2 separate regions of the Capra hircus genome follow, and region 2 is linked to region 1. The links are chromatin contacts, called in public Hi-C maps. All regions are on one chromosome and are shown on one strand. Each heading gives the region's core, a stretch centred on a gene start, on an enhancer-like site or on the middle of the called end of the contact. The rest is flanking DNA. Distances are from core to core; before and after follow the strand shown. Region 1 holds the start of FADS3 (fatty acid desaturase 3). Region 2 has its middle 32 kb from the start of INCENP.

Region 1 (2,905 bases), core at 265-2,764:
AGAGTTCCAGGAGATGTCTGATCCCTAATCTCTCAGCTTCCGGGGAAAGAGACTTTTTCCTTAAAAGAGTCCCGGGAAGATCGCCCAACCCACAAGAGAAGGCAGTGGGCAGAGAGAAGGTGGTTCTGGCAGCAGGACCACTGACCCTGCTCAGACAGGACACAATCTCTTTTGTTATTTAAAGCCCCGCCAGTTAGAGATTCTCCTGGAATCTTGGAGAACTTCTTGGTGCTCAGGGTGACCAACCTAGAATTTGGGATGGTCAAGGACAGAGCCTCATGGCCCCAAGTCCTATTGTTTGGCTGGGGGCGGGGTGGGGGGGGGCGGTCTGTGGAAAAAGGGGCTGGTGAGGAGTCTCACCCTGATGGCTCCTCTGCCAAATGGTCCCAATGGACAGGCCACATTCCTCCTTGATCAAAATGTCTTGACATAGCTGCGGAGGGGAAGCTGGGGTCCACAGGAGCCCGAGTGTTCCTGGGGTGACTGTGCTTTCCGAAGAGGCCCACCCAGCCTGACTGGCAAAATTCTCCCACACGCAGCTGCTAGCCCAGGAGAGGTGAGTCACTGCCCCTCAGAGCCATTCACAGCAGTTCCTGGGAAAGCCACAGACCTCTAGGCCCTGCCCAGGCTCTGCTGCCCTGCCTCCAGCCTCTGAGGGCACATCCTTGCCAGCCCCTAGGGAACCCGCCCTACCTCTGGCATCCAGCAAGCACCCAGCATGAAGACCCCTCTCTGGGGGGACCCAGAACCAGAGGAGGAACACCAGAGCACCAGGGAGTGCCCTCACCTAGGGCCAGCGCTCTCTGCCCGGACACACCCACCTCTGAGACCCCCCTTCCTCCCACAGACATCTGCTGCAGCTCAGCCCCAGGACTGCTTTCGCCAGGCTGTGGTCTTCTCACTCTACATCAGGCCCCCGTCAGTCCCTCCCAACTCTGGGTCCCCCGTCATGGAGGTCAAAGGTCAGCGCGAGTAGGAAGGATGCTAAGCACCCACCCGGCTCCCACCCCGCGCCGCTCCCACCCGCGGTGGAGCAGGGAATGGTGCCCAGCGACCAGGCCCCAGCCGAGCACCGGGGCTCCACCCGGCCGGCGGTGGGCGGCCTTACCGTGGCGTCCTCGGCGCCGTGGTGGCCGATGAGGCGGCTGCCCCCCGGGTGTCGCTGTGCCCAGCGGCTGATGTCGTAGACGCGACGCTCAATCACCAGCCACTTGTCGCCTGGCAGGTTGTGCCGGCGGACCTGCTCCCAGCGGAGGGTGGGCAGCGGCGCCCCCCGCTGCGCAGGTTCCCAGTCTGGCTCCCCGACGCCGCCCATGGCTGCTCGCAAAAGTCCTCGCGAACCCGGGACCTCGCCGAGCAGAGACCCCGAGGGGAGCGAGGCAGCGATCGGAGACTGCCTCCGCCGCCACCCGCTGCTCCGCGGCCCCGCCCTGCCGCTGCGGCCTCCGTACGAGCGTGCGCCGGCCCGGCTGTCCGCGGGCAACTTTTCCCTGCCTTATAACCGCGCTGACAGCGCTCGCCTCACCCCCTCCCCGCGCCCCGGCCCCCGCCGCCGCCGCCCCAATCCCCGCGCAGCGGCTCGGCCCCCATTGGTTGCGCCGCTCGCCGGCGGGGCCGGCTGGGCCGGCGGGGAGGGCGGCGTCGAGGCGGGCGCGCCCCGCCCGCGGGGCTCCGCGGCCACCACACCCCGGCCTGTGGGGGGCACCGGCGCAACCCCGCTCGTGCCGGGCGGGGCAGGGAGGGCGGGGCCGCAGGAAGGTGAAGCCGGCAGCCGGCGGCCGCCGCGCCCTCGGGGGCCCGGTCCGCGCCCGGTGGGGCCCTGAACAAGAGTCTGCGAAGAATGGCCTTCCCGCCGCGCCCTCTGGAATGTTAAATTCTGAGGTCTTAGAGGTAGGGACACTACCTCGAGATGACTGTAAAGAGCTCTCGAACCAGGGGTCCCCAGCATCCGCTCAGCGAGGTCTCTCGGTCGGGGCTGTTACTGGCCTGACCACCCCCACCCCTTGGGGGACCCTCTGTGGAGGTCAGTGGTCTTCTGCCTCCGGAGATTCAGAGGTGGGGAGGCCGCGGGATGGCCACGCGGGCAGAGCAGGGGCCCCGGAGTGGGGAGTGGGGTACTGTCATTCACCAGATGTGGCTGCTCAGCTGGCTGGCTTGCTGCTTATACTACACTTGCCTATTTTTTACTTAAATTCCTTTTCAGAGTGTAGGTTGCTCCCCTACACTTTGTCATTTGTCAGAGACAAAAGATTTTGTTGTCCTTGTCTAGTGGCTGAGTCGTGTCCGACTGTTGTTCAGTCCCATAGGACTGTAGCCCACCAGGCTCCTCTGTCTGTGGCATTTCCCAGGAAAGAATGCTGGGGTAGGATACCATGCCCTTCTCCGGGGGATCTCCTGACCCAGGAATCGAACCTGTTTCTCTTGCATGCCAGGCAGATTGTTTACCACTGAGCCATCTGGCAAGCCCCAGAGACAAAGATATCTGTTTCTAAAAGTTAAGAATTCACACCTGACAAGGCATGAAATCGGGCTGAGGTTTATGCTGCAGGACAGCAGGTATCAGCGCTGAGGCCACATCAATACCACCAGAGGGTGTGTTGAGGCACAGACTGCTGGGCTCCGCCCCCAGCAGGGCTCAGCAGGTCTGGTTTGGGGGGCAGAGAATTGCATTTTAACAAGTTTTTAGGTGATGCTGATGCCAATGCCTGGTTTGGGGAACACACTTTGAGAACTCTAACTGTAGTTTTCTGATGTGCTAGCATTTTATTTTCATTTAACACTTGGTAGGAAATCACTCAGTAATATTTGTGGGACCAGATTGGCCAGGGTCCAAAGAAGGGTTTGAAGAGGCCTCTGAATTCTCCTTGTTACCCAGAGCACCTGCATTTGGTTACCAGGACAACCA
Region 2 (2,817 bases), core at 150-2,649, 160 kb after region 1:
ACTGCAGATGGTATTGCAGCCATGAAATTAAAAGACGCGTGTTCCTTGGAAGGAAAGTTATGACCAACCTAGATAGCACATTGAAAAGCAGAGACATTACTTTGCCAACAAAGGTCCGTCTAGTCAAGGCTATGGTTTTTCCTGTGGTCATGTATGGATGTGAGAGTTGAACTGTGAAGAAAGGTGAGAGCTGAAGAATTGATGTTTTTGAACTGTGGTGTTGGAGAAGACTCTTGAGAGTCCCTTGGACTGCAAGGAGATCCAGCCAGTCCATTCTAAAGGAGATCAGTCCTAGGTGGTCATTGGAAGGACTGATGTTAAAGCTGAAACTCCAATACTTTGAGTTGATTCATTGGAAAAGACCCTGATGCTGGGAGGGTTTGGGGGCAGGAGGAGAAGGGGACCACAGAGGATGAGATGGTTGGATGGCATCACCGACTCGATGGACATGAGTTTGAGTGAACTCCGGGAGTTGGTGATGGACAGGGAGGCCAGGCGTGATGCAAGTCATGGGGTGTCAGAGTCGGACACGACTGAGTGACTGAACTGAACTGAGCTTCTGGTTTTTATTTTTCTTTTTAATTGTGATCAAACCCACATAATGTAAAATTTACCATTTGAACCACTTCATGTAAAATTCAGTGCCATTAAGTACAGCCTTGGACAGCAAGGAGATCAAACTAGTCAATGCTAAAGGAAATCAACCCTGAATATTCGCTAGAAGGACTGATGCTGAAGCTGAAACTCCAATACTTTGGCCACCTGAGGCAGAGTTGACTGAATGGAAAATACCCTGATGCTGGGAAAAACTGAAGGCCGACAGAGAAGAGGGTGGCAGAGGGTGAGATGGTTGGATAGCCTCACTGACTCAATGGACATGAGTTTGAACAAACTCCAGGAGACAGTGAGGGACAGGGAAGCCTGACGTGCTGCAGTCCATGGGATTGCAAAGTGTCCGACATGATTTAGAGACTGAACAGCAAGCAGAGCCACAATATTGTGCAAACATCACCTCTCTCCACTTCCAGGACTTTGGGGTGTGTGTGTTTTCTGCACTAAACAATCCGAGTATTCATCAGATTCTGTGGAAAGCAAGAGAGCACGGAGTTCCTTGGCAGTCAGCACCAGTGTCTCTGATGGTTGCTCCCGTTTCCTCCTTTCCAGTGGGCTCCTGGGCACAAGGCGTATGGTGTCATGCTTTATTTTTCTCTTGATTTTACCTCAGCAGAGCCTAGGAAAAGTCTTGGGCATGGCGCTGGTTAGTGACTTCCCCTCGACCCTCATGAGAACCGAGGCCCTGTTACTCCATCCCCCAAGCACACACTTCTGAGTGAAGCAAGGGTTACCGTCCTTTTGACAGTGACCTGAGGCTTTGCTCCCTCTTGTCCACAGGGGATATCAGTTACAGAAAGGTTGGCTGAAGGATAAGAGAGCTGATGTTGTCAACTGAAACCCCAGAGGAAGCAGACTCCTTGCAGAGACCTGCAGAGGGGGAGGGGGAAGGGCGAAGCTGAAGAGTCTGAGTGGCCTCGTTTCCAAAGAGACCTTAACTTTAAACAGAGAGCCATCTGTCTCTTTAGGGGTCTTACATCAAGCTCTGAGGAAAATACCCCAAAGAGGACGATGTTGGTAAAATGAGTAATGTGCATAAACCTACGGTAAGGAGTTTAACTTTTCTAAAAAAAGATTTGGGGGAAATTAGAGTGAGGTACGGAGAAAACAACGCTTATTTTAAGCTGAATTAGTTTAGGTAGGGGAGATAAATTAGGAGTTTCAGATTACCATATACACACTGCTGCTGCTGCTAAGTTGCTTCAGTTGTGTCCGACTCTGTGCGACCCCATAGGCAGTAGCCCACCAGGCTCCTCCGCCCATGGGATTTTCCAGGCAAGAGTACTGGAGTGGGGTGCCATTGCCTTCTCCGATATACACACTAATATATATTTACTAGGTGGAAAACAAAGACCTAGGAACCATACTCAATATCTGGTGATAACCTATAATCTGAAAAAGAATATAACTATACCTATCTGAGTCACTTTGCGGTACACTTGAAACTAACACAACATCGTTAATGAACTATATGTCGACTTTAAAAATTTTATTTGAAGCAGAGAGATTCAAAAGCAGGCTCGGAAGTCAGTACAGCTGGTTGGGGGCCTTAGAACCCTGATTCCCCCACTGCCTCTGCTTGAGTTTCACAAAGTACATGCTCATCTTTACATATTTCAGAGAAGTCATCTGTAAAATTCGGAGGAGGAAATGGCAACCCACTTCAGTATTCTTGCTTGGAAAATTCCATGGATAGAGGAGCCTGGCAAGCTATAGTCCATGGGGTCACAAAGGGTCAGAATGACTAAGCAACTGAGCACATATATGCAAAATGGGGTCACATCTACCTCACAAGGTGGGGAGGGTCACATGAGATAACGTGGCCAGTGTGCTTAGAATAGTAACTGTCCGCTATTTGCCACTCAACAGAGGATGTTCCAACTATTAAAAATTAGATGAAGTTCTGGCATGGGGACATGCTCCCTGTATATTACTTTTTAAAAACATTAAAAGCAATATGTTAAGTGTGATTCCATTTTTGGAAAGGAAAAAATGTGTGTATTTAAAAGTACATTTGACATCAGTAGGGGAAAATATAGACGTATATACACCCCAATTTGAATTTAACATGCATCTCATCTTCTTTAGTGCATATATTAGTGGTACAACACAAAAATAGACATTTAAAAATATCTAGACCTGAGCTGACTGCCCAATTCAGTAGCCACATGTGGTTACTGAAATTGGAAAGAACTAAAATTAAAT

Evidence for each region. Hi-C and Micro-C count contacts between places; a contact is called where the count stands out from the background.
Region 2: a contact with region 1 is called in a Hi-C map of blood, with 4 times the contacts expected there. The contact joins the enhancer-like site here to the promoter of FADS3 in region 1. A contact is called at or near these places in 4 of 5 Hi-C or Micro-C datasets (blood and liver).

Annotation. Positions count from the first base shown.
Region 1 is chr29:40,757,755-40,760,659 of ARS1.2, forward strand. FADS3 (fatty acid desaturase 3) reads right to left here and starts at 1,515. Exons shown (of 12, transcript XM_018043057.1): 1 at 1,109-1,515. The coding sequence starts at 1,315.
Region 2 is chr29:40,918,087-40,920,903 of ARS1.2, forward strand. No RefSeq gene overlaps it. Among named protein-coding and RNA genes, the nearest start is that of INCENP, 32 kb to the right of the region's middle. Within about 2 kb of position 1,400, at least 1 of the 5 cell types and tissues checked has an H3K27ac peak or open chromatin away from gene starts, as enhancers often do.